Regions from separate parts of the Zea mays genome. Here region 2 is linked to region 1. The links are chromatin contacts, called in public Hi-C maps. All regions are on one chromosome and are shown on one strand. Each heading gives the region's core, a stretch centred on a gene start, on an enhancer-like site or on the middle of the called end of the contact. The rest is flanking DNA. Distances are from core to core; before and after follow the strand shown.

The links. Hi-C and Micro-C count contacts between places; a contact is called where the count stands out from the background.
Region 2: a contact with region 1 is called in a Hi-C map of bundle sheath, with 5 times the contacts expected there. The contact joins the promoter of LOC103641254 here to the promoter of LOC100381576 in region 1. A contact is called at or near these places in 8 of 25 Hi-C or Micro-C datasets (bundle sheath, ear, endosperm and 3 more).

The regions. Positions count from the first base shown.
Region 1 is chr10:77,876,904-77,884,800 of Zm-B73-REFERENCE-NAM-5.0, reverse strand. LOC100381576 reads left to right here and starts at 3,562. Exons shown (of 25, transcript NM_001174401.2): 1 at 3,562-3,641; 2 at 3,728-3,907; 3 at 3,993-4,106; 4 at 4,188-4,346; 5 at 5,020-5,197; 6 at 5,270-5,396; 7 at 5,480-5,589; 8 at 5,686-5,824; 9 at 5,910-6,019; 10 at 6,116-6,185; 11 at 6,381-6,454; 12 at 6,528-6,623; 13 at 6,707-6,802; 14 at 7,115-7,242; 2 more. The coding sequence starts at 3,562.
Region 2 is chr10:78,337,132-78,343,887 of Zm-B73-REFERENCE-NAM-5.0, reverse strand. LOC103641254 (dnaJ homolog subfamily B member 4) reads right to left here and starts at 3,365. Exons shown (of 3, transcript XM_008664618.4): 1 at 2,470-3,365; 2 at 1,597-2,021; 3 at 704-1,493. The coding sequence starts at 2,637. The coding sequence ends at 1,040.

The DNA of each region.
Region 1 (7,897 bases), core at 2,313-4,812:
GTTGGGTTTTCTAAACTGCGCATGCAATTCAAATAAGATCAGAAGAAGTTTAGACACATGCACACCCTTTTGAATAGACACATGTGATGCTGCAATAAATTCATAACCATGTATTAAATAGGCTTAATAAATTCGTCTTATCGTTTAGTTTTTATCTATGTAACTAGTTTTGTAATTAGACTATATTTAATACATGTAATTATCACTCTAACATTCGATGTGACACGAACTAAACTTTAGCAAGGACATCAAACACCCCCTAATCTAGCACATGCTGGTACTAACAAAATTACCACATGCATCTTTCTATCAAGGATGAGACATGAGATATCACCCATCACTAGTGGATGAAGTTTGTGAGGAAGCATGGAACATAGAAAAGAATCATGTTTTGCACTTTTTTATTTCTCCCTTTATGATTATGTGCATATTATTGAAGTTTCTAATATATAACCTATTATGGTAAAAAACAAAGTTTATGGCTTAGTTGGATGCTCTCTAAAGCAACTCTAGAAAAATGCTAGTTTAAAAAAATCTACGGAACCAACCGAGCGTTATGGTTTTGCCCACAGTCTACACGCGGGCATATATATACTAGTTAGTCGCCACTATAGCCTTAGCTTATGGGTGAGCTAATAGATTGTTCTATCTAGACGCAGATTGTATGTATGGTCAGCTCTTGATGATTCATTAGGGATGCTACCATAAGTTATTTCCTACATGTCTAGTAGCATCAAAGCATTCTAACAGGACCGTTCAAGGATATGGCCAAGCTTACTACTTATGATCATGCACCAACTATTTTTCTATACCTAAAACATTACGAGATAGCAATTATGAAGTGTTTATGACTCGTTCGAATACTCCCTAAAGCATTCTCAGCTGCTATTTGGCAAAAACTCTCGTGACACAAAAAACTGCACACCATTTTTGGCGGCCGAACCCTGGTCGCCGAAAATAGTAAGTAACTTTTGGAGGTTGTGAGTGGTCGACTGGCCGCAAAAAATAAGGTTATTTTTAGCGGCTAAGTTCTATGGCCGCCCAAAATAACCTTATTTTCGACGGCATGCGTTCCGGCTGCCAAAAATAATGAATTTTAACGTGACACAACACCCTTTCTTCTCTCTTTCCTCTCTTCCCTTCTCACTCCCTCCTCTCTCCTGATGTCGCACCTGCTACCGAAAGGCTCATTTTGGCGGTTTATGGCCACCGAAAATGGCTTCTGTTATTGTAGTGTGAACCAACATGTCGCCGTGGTTTTATTTGGCACGTGTGTGCAAACCAATTGGCCGCTGCTGGCTTTCTTGTGTGTGGTAATGCTGGCACCGAAATAAACTAGGCGTTAGCGTTAGCTTGTGGATGAAACAATAGCTAGTTTGTATCCATACCATGACTATCTGCATGGTCAACAACCAAAGTCTTGTTAGGGCTGCTACGAACATCGATTAGAGAACAAGTATTTTTTATGAGAATCAGATTTAGAAGGTAGCCTCAATGCATTGCTATACCATATATGAATGCCATGTTCTCGTACTTCCTATTTTAGATCAGTCTCAATATACATACATGGTTTTCATGGTAGACACCCATTTCCATGTACAACCTAGAGACTCTAGAACGGTTTTCTAAATCAAAGAGACAGGTAAGAGACTACATAATACAACCCTAAGCCTCTAGACCATAATATAGTAAAGAGACAATAAATATAGAAAGTCATGACGAGACATGCTCTTATCTTGAGTTTTTTCACTTAACTTTCTAGAAACCCCTTAAGAGACACCTCAATTAATGGGGTTGTACATGCCCTAAATTGGCTACTCATCTCTCAACATACTCAAAGATAAAAAAATAATAGAGGTTGAAAACATTAGCTTTAATGATGAAAACATCATGTGTTCAAGCAATCTTCTCAAAGAGTACCAATTGCCAACTAGAGAAAATACATGTGTCGGATACAAATATATCTGCAATATGATGATCTGTACATTAACATAAATAAACACTTTTGTAGCCAAAAAGATATTATTTCACCGTTGAGCCGATGAAATATGGTATGCAGATGCACAAGTTGGGATGAAAATAAATATTTATTCAAACATCATTTTTTGGTATTTTCTCTTTTACTGTGAATAAATAGGATATATAATCTGCTATGCAAATTTATATTTTTATTTTTAACATTGAGCTTATGAAGATTCATAAAAATAAATATCAAATTTATCATATTTTTTTCAAACAATAGATATAAAATTCGGATATAATTTGGATACAATTACATATATTTTTTCATTTTTTGTTGCAAGAGCAAATATCGTATAAATTAATTTATGCAAAAATTTATTCTTATTTATAATAAGTGTGTTTGATAATATAAGAAATGATCTATTTTAAAATATGAAATTTATCTTAACAATTTGGATACCTATTTAATCCATAGCACAACATCTTTCAGCCAAGTATATCTTCTATATATACAATTTTTTCTGGAACAGCAAGCTATAGTATCTAAGAAAGAGAACATATTCTATATCGTGTCATGATCAAACTTAGTACACGCCTGAAAAGCTGGGTAGGTGTGCTGGGTGCGCCTACCACAAACCCGCCTCGTTCAAAAATTGAAACCGGTGATGCGCCAGAAAGCGATGGAGAGAGGGAGGAAAACCGGGCAAGAGAAAGGAGTTATTTTAATGGGTACGAGGAAGGGTGACGTGGCAGCAGGGAAAACTTACAGTATCCGGCTCCCAAAATGACCGTTCTACCCCTCACCGTCCCCACGATCATCGTGGGCCCCGCAGCCACCCCCAGATGCTCCGCTTCCCATGCGCCGAATGACGGAAACAACCCTCCCTGGCTGGCAAGCGACCGCGCGACCGCCGCTTTCCCGCTTCTGCCCTCCCCGAGAAAAATCACGAGGTTGCCCTTGGAGACCTGATGCGACAGTGGTAGACGCGTAAATATAGTGGCTGCTAGGAGGGCGTCACCGTAATTGCTCGGGTTGTCTGGGTTGCTATATATGCAGAGACTGCTCGAGGGGGCTATAAAACGCGGTCCGAAAAACCCCGAAACGGGTGAGGAGAAAACAGAGAGCGAGAGAAGTTCTCGGAGAGAGAAACTAAGCGAGCGAGATAAAAGAAGCGAAACGCGGGCAGCTGTTGCTGAGGCGTGGAGACGGAGGCGGCGGCGCGGCCGAACCCTAGCCGACGGCGGCGCGTTTGAGGCGGGACCCTCTGCAGGCGACGCCTGGCGGCCGGATTCGAGCTGCCGGCGTCGGCAGCTTCAGATCGGCGGTCGCGCCGACGGAATCGGCGGGGATCCCGGCGGGATGGGCGCGGCGAGGCCCGTGCTCTGGTCGTGAGTTTGCTTGGTTCGTGGGTTCTGGCTCTGGGCTCCCGAGCAAGGTTTTGAGCTCGGTGTAGCCGCTTGCTTGCTGAGTTGCTGCTGTCGCTTTTTGGGCGGTTTGAAGCGGGTTTTTGCGGGGGGTTTGGGAGGGATCTGCCGGGAAGGCCCGAGGTTTAGGCCGGTTTTTGAGAGCTGGAGGCTCCGGCCGGGATCGGGGGAGCCATGTCGTCTCTTAGCAGGGAGCTGGTTTTCCTCATCCTGCAGTTCCTCGACGAGGAGAAGTTCAAAGAGACGGTCCACAAGTGAGTGCAGGCCATGACCATGAATGGCTTTTTTTCGAGGCCTTGCTTTGCTGGATTTCTGATCCCTTTTGCGGTTGCCTCTGCAGGTTGGAGCAGGAGTCGGGCTTCTACTTCAACATGAAGCACTTCGAGGACCTCGTGCAGGGCGGCGAGTGGGACGAGGTGGAGAAGTACCTCAGCGGCTTCACCAAGGTGGAGGACAACCGCTACTCCATGAAGATCTTCTTTGAGATCCGCAAGCAAAAGTACCTCGAGGCCCTTGATAGGTGACTGACCCATCGCTAAGCTACTCTTGGTCCCTTGTCGTTGTCAAGGTTGTTTTTTTTGCTGAATTTGCTGTCGGTGTCACAGGCATGACAGAGCCAAGGCTGTGGAGATTCTCGTGAAGGATCTTAAGGTATTCGCCTCCTTCAATGAGGAGCTGTTCAAGGAGATAACGCAGCTGCTGACCTTGGAGAATTTCAGGTTCGGTAACTTTCTGTTCAGAAGAAAAATGTTTAGTGCATTGGGCCGGGGCGGATGTGATTGTGTATTAATGATCAACAGGCAAAATGAGCAGCTGTCCAAGTATGGGGACACAAAGTCAGCCCGGAATATCATGCTTTTGGAGCTCAAAAAGCTCATTGAAGCAAACCCTCTGTTCCGGGACAAGCTGAATTTCCCACCATTCAAAGCTTCCAGACTTCGCACATTGATCAATCAAAGGTGTTGATTGTTTGATTTTGATATGTTTAGTCACACATATAGACTTCCTTAAAATATCAGGTTACGATTTGTGAATATAAATTCTATGATGTTCTTTGGTCTAAATTTAATTAGATTGTATGGTAGCATTTAATTTTCTATGTGCACAATTGGTATAAATCAAATAGTTCAATTATGTAACTGCTACTTGTGTAGGTTTACTATTTTTTAAATCTTCTTTCTGGTTATTCTGGTGCCAAATAATGTCTTTCTTTGAGTTCCCTTAGTAATTATGATGGATAAGGTGTCAGTTAAATGTAGTCAATGCTTCCTTTGTTCTTTTGTCTTGTTGAAGTTTTATTGCTTCTGGTTGTTCATCACTACAGAATCTTCTTGATATGGTTCTTCCTTTTCGGATTGTTTCATGTGATTTGCACATCTCTACCTGTTTATCCCAAGTAACCAGCTTTTATCGACAATGTGCAAAGAAATGGTCTCTTTATAGTGGCCCTAGCTTTAGATGCTTATGCTATAGCAGATACCATCCCTTTTCTTATTGTAAGGTCATGTCCATAAATGCCACAATTGGGATTTCTCTACTTGTTATGCCTACAAATCTAACAATGCTTTCAGAAGCACATTTCGTGCATGTAAAAGATGAGGCTAACTGGGTTTTCTTTCTAATGCCTTTCAGTCTGAACTGGCAACATCAGCTTTGCAAGAACCCCAGACCAAACCCTGACATCAAGACACTCTTCACTGATCACTCTTGTGCTGCTCCTACCAATGGAGCAAGAGCACCTCCACCTGCCAATGGTCCACTTGGATCCATCCCTAAGTCAGCTGGATTTCCACCAATGGGTGCTCATGCTGTAAGTATTGTCACAATTAGGCCATTTAACTTATCCTGACTATCGATTGCTTATATGGCATCGATCTTGCAGCCATTTCAACCTGTGGTGTCGCCATCTCCAAACGCAATTGCAGGTTGGATGACAAATGCCAACCCCTCTTTGCCTCATGCTGCTGTTGCACAAGGGCCACCTGGTCTCGTTCAGGCTCCAAACACAGGTATGTTGAAAGTAATTCTGATAAATGGTGGTTGTTGCTGGTTGCAGTGTTTGGTCCTTTCTGAACTGGCTGTTTGCTCTCAGCGGCATTTCTAAAGCATCCTAGAACCCCTACAAGTGCACCTGGTATTGATTACCAATCTGCAGATTCAGAACATCTCATGAAAAGAATGCGGGTTGGACAACCAGATGAGGTATTAGACGAACTCAAGACTGATTTGTGTTTGACCTCATTTTTTTTCTGTAATTTACATAATCAAACAAGCTATGATTCATTGAAACTATGACAGGTATCTTTCTCTGGTGCAAGCCATCCTGCCAATATGTACACACAAGAAGACCTTCCCAAACAAGTTTCTCGTACCCTTAATCAGGGTTCTAATGTTATGAGCCTGGATTTCCACCCCGTTCAACAAACCATTCTTTTAGGTACTCGCTGCAAACATGTCCCTTGATTATTGAACTGTTACTTTGGTAACTGTCCATTATATTTACAGTTTCCTGACCTAAACAGTTGGAACAAATGTTGGTGACATTGCGGTGTGGGAAGTTGGTTCACGGGAAAGGATAGCTCACAAGACTTTCAAAGTTTGGGATATTGGTTCCTGTACCTTGCCTTTGCAGGTGACTACTTCAGTTATTGTGTATGAGCTTTGTGCAGCTGGAAGCAGCTTGGTGCCTTGAATGGTAGTTTTTTATCGACAATTTGTTGTTCTGCAGGCTTCGCTGATGAAAGATGCTGCAGTATCTGTCAATAGATGTCTGTGGAGCCCTGATGGAACTATTCTAGGTATGGTAGTGTTTCTTTCAATGCTATTATTTGCATTTGGTTGTGCTCTTGTTAAAATAAGACGCTATCCATTATGGTATACTTGGGAGTGTTCTATTTTTTAATCTCGATATTGATGTTGTTTCATAATTGTGGTGTTCTATTTTGTTTGGATCTTAAATGGAGATATTTAATTCCACCAGCTGCTTTTTCCAGGTGTTGCTTTCTCGAAGCATATTGTTCAGACATATACTTTTGTACCTAATGGAGATTTACGGCAGCAAGCAGAGGTGTGTGCACATATATTCTAATACTGATTGTAAATACTAACTGCTTTAAGGTCCCTAACTCTTGGAATTACAGATTGACGCACACATCGGTGGGGTTAATGATATAGCCTTCTCTCACCCTAATAAAACTCTATCTATCATCACATGTGGTGATGATAAACTCATCAAGGTGAGGATATTGTGTGGTCTCTTGTTTTTTCTCTCAAAACAAACAAGAACACCTGGAATATATCCGGACTCTTGATTTGGCAGGTGTGGGATGCTCAAACAGGACAGAAGCAGTACACATTTGAAGGACATGAAGCTCCTGTGTATTCTGTATGCCCTCACTACAAGGAGTCCATTCAGGTACCCTTGGCATGACTTCAACGCTGATTTTCTTGAAACTCATCTATTTATTTTGCACTGGCATTATGTTGCAGACCTTTTGTGTTAGTATTCTGGCAATGTTCCGACTGATGCTATTTTTTGAGAAAGACCTTTGTGTTCCCTTTTAGCATCCAACTATGTCATGTCTATTGCTGTAATGGTCCCATTTAGTATTAACACCATGTTTATTGCTATAATGTTTGATACGTAAAGGTTCTGATATGTTTTGTTTTGTCCTTACTATTTGTCATTTGTCATATATTTCTTAACTTTAGCTGTCTTGTACTGTAGTTTATCTTCTCTACTGCCATTGATGGAAAAATCAAGGCATGGTTGTATGATTGCTTGGGCTCAAGAGTTGACTATGATGCTCCTGGACATTGGTGTACTACCATGGCTTACAGTGCTGATGGGACAAGGTGAAACATAGCAAATGTTAATATAAAGTTTAATATCTGCTGATGAGTAACAAACTATATAAGTTCTTGATCCATTTTTTCTTGCAGATTATTCTCTTGTGGTACTAGTAAAGAAGGTGATTCACACTTGGTTGAGTGGAATGAAACTGAAGGGGCAATTAAGAGGACATACAATGGCTTCAGGAAACGTTCACTCGGTGTTGTTCAGTTTGACACAACTAGGAATCGCTTCTTGGCTGCTGGAGATGAATTTCTTGTTAAATTCTGGGATATGGATAACAATAACATACTAACAACAACAGACTGTGACGGTGGACTGCCAGTAAGTATCTTCCTTTTTCTTATACCAGTTAGGGCAGTGTGCTTGGGGGTCTCCCCTTGCCTGTCTGCGTTCAAATCCTGGTACAGTTTCTTATCGCAATGCCTAGGGGACGTCTTCCCGCTCTGGTTGAGTTCTTTTTTCTGTTACCATGCTGAAGCTTTTTACTGATATTTTGCAGGCAAGCCCTCGTTTGAGATTCAATAGAGAAGGTTCATTACTTGCAGTTACCACAAGTGATAATGGAATAAAAATACTTGCCAACACTGATGGACAACGCTTGCTTAGGATGCTTGAGAGTAGAGCATTTGAGGGCTCTAGAGGACCTCCTCAACA
Region 2 (6,756 bases), core at 2,116-4,615, 460 kb before region 1:
AACTGTTTTTTCTAGATTGACCTCTATATTTTAATATGGGGTATCAATTTGATATATTGTTGGAGATGCTTTTACTAGTTTGCTCTTTTGTAGGAAAAAAATGGGAAGGCTGCCCTGTCGTCAGGACTGCCTTATGATGGACTGAAAGGGGTTTAAGAGTCTGGACATGCTGATTTGAACTGAACTCCTATAATCGTTGCTGTGAAATGTATATTTCCACATCAAACGAAAAGATGTTTTGGAAAATGTTTCAGGTTCCTGCCCTTTTTCTTGGATGAATCCTCAAAAGCATTCGGCATTTCACTAACAGGCTGTCTGGCATCAGTGTGTCCGTCATGTGTTCGACCGACTATTTCTGGAGGAATGAGTAGATGCTGTGAATAGGAGGGTGTAATCGCATGGCGGACAGGTTAGTTCCCTTCATCAAACCAAACAACCCATCGAGGTTCGGACGCAGGATCGGATAATTCCTCATGATGTTATTCCGTGAACGTAATATAATGCACCTGGGGGTCTGAGACTGCAAAGCATGTTAACCTTCAGAAAATTCATTTTTTCACATAGTACCAAGATTGTTACCCTTCATCGTTGTGCAACACTGATATCATTTTGTTTTTGTATACATCAATAAACAAAATTCATAAGAAAAAGGATACGGACAGCCCTAAACAAACATAAATGGTAAGTAACAAGTTTAAATATGTTGGTATTAATTTCTAGTGTGGCATCTCATTACGATTAGAGCTAAACAAACATGATCTAATGTTATCTGTTACTTACAAATATGTGAACCAAACGATATCTGAAACATGTAAATGAAGACACAAAGACAGCATTCTTGTATTACACCTGTGGTCTTCAATACCACCATTTTTTCCAACAAGGGAGAAGAAGATCAGAAAACACCACAAAGGAAAAAACAACTAAACATACAGTACAAGCCAGCCGAAGAAAGAGAAGAACATCTGAACTAGTCTGCAAATCTGCATTGCATGGGTAGCCAATAAGGGGCAGACAATCTTGTTTCGAACGCCTGTGCTCACTGCTGCTGAGGCTGGCCTCCAAGAACCTTCCGAATGGTGTGCCGCTGCTCCGACGACAACCTCTTAGGGAAACCGACGTCGAACTTGATCCTCAGGTTGCCTCTCCTCCCGTTCTCCTTGACGATAGGCATCCCCTCCTTGGCGACCACAAGCTCGTACCCAGGTGTCACCACGTCCGTGAGCCTAATCACCAGGTCACGCCCGTCGAGCGTCTTCAGGCTGACCGTCGTTCCTGCCAACGCGTCCACCAGATCGATCTTCCGGTGGACCAGGAGGTCGTTGCCCTCTCTCGTGTACAGGTCATGGGGTTTCTCGTCGATGACGAAGACGAGGTCGGCGGGGAGTTGGTTCGGCTGCTCGTTGCCCTTGTCCGGGAACGTGATCTTGGTCCCCTTCTTCCAGCCGGGCTTTATATCGATCGTTAGAATCTCCGATTCGGTCCCTAGTTGCCTGTTCAAAACTCAGCAGTGAGAGAGCTGAAATAAGCTAAGACTCTGTTGATCTGTGATCTTTAGTCTCAAATGTGAAAGATGGTGCAACAAAAAAGGCTCACCCATTCGGCTTCACAACGTTCCTGGAGATCTTCATCTTGCGTGCTGAGCCTGCGTACAGCTCTTCGAGCGTGCAGGGCAGTTTGGTCTCCACGGGCGGCGGCTTCCGAGCCTGACTGGAGCCGGTGCCGGCCGAATCGTTGTTGTATGGTCTGAACTTGCTCTCGTTCCCACCGAACCCACCGAAGGTGCCAGCGCCTTCTGTCTGGAACCTCATTGACTTGGCTCGCCCCATGTTCTCGAACGGCTTGTTGCTGCCAAAGAACTCGGCGAACACGTCTTCGGCGTTGCGAGGGTTGAAGCGTTGGTTGGCGGCCCCGTTCGTGGACGTGGAACCACCACCACCACCACCGCCGTCTGCGGAGGCCTTCAGGCCTTCCTCGCCGTACTGATCGTACGCCGCCCTCTTCTGCGGATCACTCAGAACCTGAAAGGAGCCAGCGAGCATTTTGTCGTAATCTGAAGGAGCAGAAAATGCAGAAATGAGCAGCCATAGAAATGACGCACATTATGATTTTACAGGCAGGATCGACCACTCGATCAGGATGACAGAATACAAGAGCTACATATTGAAAACCGACATAACGCATAGTCGACACGAATCTCCATGATATTTGCAGAATTCCAGCTCGCAAATCGCTAACGAAACAACTAGTGCTAATATCTACTGGTGAAAATGGATTTTCTCTGGTAACAAGTACATGGAAATTTATCCAAACTGTGCTTGCGATTCAGAGGAAAGACAGTAGTAACTTTTACCAGATATTCCAAAGCGTAATCACTAATCAGGCCTGCGCCGCGAAAGCAAAGCTAAGCAAGAAGGTGCTGCAGCTGCAACCAATGTAACTGCAATTTTTTCCCTGCAATTTCCATACCTCGTAGGCCTCGGAGATCTTCTTGAATTTGGCCTCGGCTTCCTTCTTGACGTCGCCAGGGTTCTTGTCGGGGTGCCACCTCATGGCCAGCCGGCGGTACGACTTCTTGAGGTCCTCCTCCGTGGCGTTCCGGTTCACCTTGAGCACATTGTAGTAGTCCGTCCCCATCTCCAACGCTCATGCCAAGAACGGCAAGAGCAGCGCCACCACCTACCAAATCCCAACGCAATAAAATCCCTTCCTCGATCCACGCGAACCGCTGCTGCCTCCTTCACGACGACCCCACTCCCCCCGCCTATCCCTAACCTGAATTTCCCAAGAAACCGTGTCAGATCAACAATGCGATCGGGACAAGAGGAAAGACCGCCTCCTTTGACCCTGCCTGTCGACCGCTCCCCACAAGGCAGAGCCTTCGGCGCGCTCTCAAACACGCCCAACGATCAGCACCACCGGCGGCAACCAATCCAGCGCGGCCGCTTCACACCAAGACGCCGCCTTTCGCCGTGCTCCTGGGCCAGGGCCAATCAAGCCTAGACACCGACCGCGGTGCGCGCGAATCCGCGGGGGCGGCAAGTTGGCATAAAGGGTGTGTGGGAATGGGTCTTCGCGGAAGGGGCCAGGACAAGGCGGCGACGAAAAATCCGGTGCCGGAGATGGCCGGGGGAAGGAGACAAGCGCGCGGGGGGGTTGATCTTGGGAGGGGAAGGACGCGGCCGGAAGGGACGTAGACGACGGGGAGAAAGGGACAGCGGAGACGCGCTATCAATTCGCCCAAATCCGGCTTCGGTTTGCAAAAATAGCTACGCGCCATCGGGGAAACGTATCGCGGGGCATCCCCACTGGGACCGACATGTGGGCCTCGTGACCCACCTGGCTCCTGGGTTTGTTTTGTGTGCGTATTTGATTTGAGCTTTCGTGGAGTACATGCGAGAGGCGTGTTTGAAGGGATTCTCTCGGTATCGGTATTGGCTAGAAAAGATTTCCCCGTGTGTTTTTTTAATTTGTTGATAAGATTTTTTTGGTATTTAATATCCATATAGTATCTCTAATAGTACATCTTATTTTATATTTTTTATCAAAAATATACGGCACACCACAAAATGACCCAAATATACTACACTTAGAGCATCTCCAAAAGAATACTAAAACCAATCCATAAATGCGTTTAGGGGTGGAATAACGAAATTTCTCAGTCCAACAGACCTCCCTTCCTTCCCCTAAATTACCTGCGTCCCGCATCCGTGGTCCGCCCTCCCACAAATATCAGTGAGCAAGGTCTTTCCCCAATCCATCCTTGCGCGCGCTTCACTAGTCCTTTCCCGCGGTATTTTTCATTCAGGTGCCGAGGAAGGAATGGAGAGTGGCGGCGCGAGAGGCATCACAAGTGTAGGAGGCGGCGGCAGAGTCGATGGCTAGAGCTTTGAAACCCAGTCGAGACAGACGGCTGCTTTGAATCTACAGCCTCAACCACACCGCAATGATCAGCCTCAACCTAGACCTGGAGGATGGAATGCAAATGCGAGGTGAAGGAGAACTCCGTTCTGAAATGGGAGGATGTGTCCTGTGTCGACGTTGAATCAGATCCAATTGCAGCTCCCTTGTTTTCCCGCATTGACGACTTGTCTACATCCATGGAGCACGCGATGAACGGTAGTGGTTGTTTATCTCAACCTTCAATTATTTTGTATTGATAATCAAATTTGTGCTCTGAGAATCGATTAGTTCAATTGTTTGCTTTCATCTTTACTTAATAAATCATGACGTGTAGTCTCAGTTCCTAACTTCTGCTTACTGGATGACGTCGCATAATCTGTTTTATTCACAAAATTCCGATTAACGGTCAAGCAAAGATGCAATTAATAACAATTATCAAGACGTAGGAACAGTTTCATACCTTGATGCAGTCGATTCCTAGCGGCGTGCGGCGACAGCAAGAGTGATACAACGAGTAGCACAAATAAATATGTCTATCAGCAAGCATGCACGGGCCAACGGTAGAGATCAGCTGGGCCAGCAACAGCACCTGCAAGTGGCCCAGTTTTGTTTGAGCATTCGTTTTGCGTGAATTGATGGAGGTACACTTTGTTTACACCATAAAAAAGATTTAATATACCCTCATAATCAGTTTTTGGCGAATACTTTTGCATTTCCTTTTGGAGATGCTCTGACACTCGTGTCATATCCTTATTTTCTACATCGCTCTCACCATTTTCTTTTCTAATAATATAATTTACTTTCTAAAATACATGATTTAGAACTTAATTATTGGAGCATAATTTATTTTTAGTGTCTAAACGTTTTAAACAATATAGTATTTTAATTTTTAGGCACTATTTAAGTCACTTGTTGGAGATGCCGCATCTAGTGTGGCTTGTAGGTAAACATTGTTGTTCGATCAAATGCCAATTTTTTTATTAATTACTCTCCCAAACTAAGAACATCTTCAATAGTCCTAAAAACCAATGCTAGTGTCGGAAAGGAAATCTTCGGCCGGGTGGTGGAATGCACCGTCCTAAATCCTAAGATGAGGAGGGGGCCTAAGCGTTTTGCCTGTTGCTAGATGGACGATGAACACAAGAACACGCAAGGGTTTAGAGTGGTTCAGGCCACCGGAGCGTAATACCGTACTCCACTATCTGTTGTATTGAGCTTGAGAGCTTGTATGAACTTGTGAGTCTGAGAGTCTAAGTGATCGTGTGAGCTTGTGAGCTTTTCTTGTAACGTAGTGTGCCCTCCCTTTTATAGTTCAAGGAGGGGCACATACAAGGATACTGAGCCCCGACATGTGGGCCTAGGGACAAATGGAAGGAAGGAACTACTGCCTGCAACGCCAGGGTAATCTCCGAGCGCCATAATATCCGTAGTGCATACAGTATTGATATCTCGCGGTAGCGTCCTTGGTAACGCGCGAGTCATGACGAGTGCAGCGCATGAGGCAGCACAGGCGTATTGCCTGTCAATGGAATAGACAGGCACGCCCCCTGCCAGCGGAATGGACAGGTCTCATTAAATGCTGAGGCGGCACACTGCTTGCCAGTATAGTGGACAGGTCGCCGCCTGACAGCAGAGTGGGCAGGCCTCATTAAATGCCGAGGCGACACATCGCTTGTCAGGCGGTGCGCCTTATCCACAATAAATGCAGGGGCCGCGCAACCCGGAGGCTTTACGTCAGGCTCCGCCCGCTGGCTTATGTCACGCGCGGCAGGCCACATGGCAGCATCGGGTCCCCGCCTGGATGGGGAGCAGTAGCGTTATGCGGACAGGTCCGCACCAGGCTGGGCCTGGACACGTGTCGGCACCGGACCCCTGCTTGAGCAAGGCCTGGGTATTCTCTGCCCCAGAGTCCCGAGACCCGGCTGTGGGTAGCCCAGACCCCACACAGAGGGGTCCGGGACCCATCCCGGGGGTCCGGGTCGCGCTCGTGGGGGTCCTGGACCTTGCCTGGAGGTCCGGTCTACATGTACAGGGGTCCGACACTTTCCCATGGGGTCCGGACCCACTGTTGATATCTTGAAGTATATCGTCTTCCCTGGCCACGTGGCGACCCCGGAGCCGTCCACGTGGCAGGGTAGAGTGCTGTTCACCACGCGACTAGAGGTAGCCACGCGGGTATAGCGTCTTCACACTGTAGTAAGGGGTACCCCTATTTCAGGGTACCGACAGTGGCACCCGGGCCCACCTCAGGGCAGGGTACAAGCCTGCAGGTGGGGCCAAATCTTGTACCTTGCGTCAGCATGGCATGACCGGTGACTGGGGCGTCACCTGAGCGCGCGCCACATTAATTCAGCACGCACGCGCTGTCAGGCTGCCATCGGTCACGTCAACTGTCGTGTCTGTCCCCGCGGTTGACTGATGTGTGGCCCCATGCATGATGGTTTTGCCAGGCCACACGCGAGGCGCCTCGGTCCTGCTGCCTTTAAAAATTCACCTTTTGTCCTCTGCGGTGGCCCTGAGGAAGCGCAGTACTATCACAAGCGGCGTTTCGACTTCTCTGCACCCAGGAACCGGCACCCAAGGAGGATGACTCGTGGGCCCGGGACCTCGCGTCAGGGACTGGGCCGTTGGTTTCGGTGGAGATGAAGAGGCGCACTACCGCGGGTGGCGATTTGCCCCCCGCGTGGCGGTTCGTCTTCTTCGCACTCGGGAACCAGCATACCAGCTGTATGACTTGTGGGACCGGACCCTCGTGTCATAGGCTGGGTCGCCCTGGTACGCATCGGGGGAGATTTCCCATGGAATTTCAAGGCGCGAGCTGGAGAGTCTGCTTAAAAAGGGATTCACCCTGCG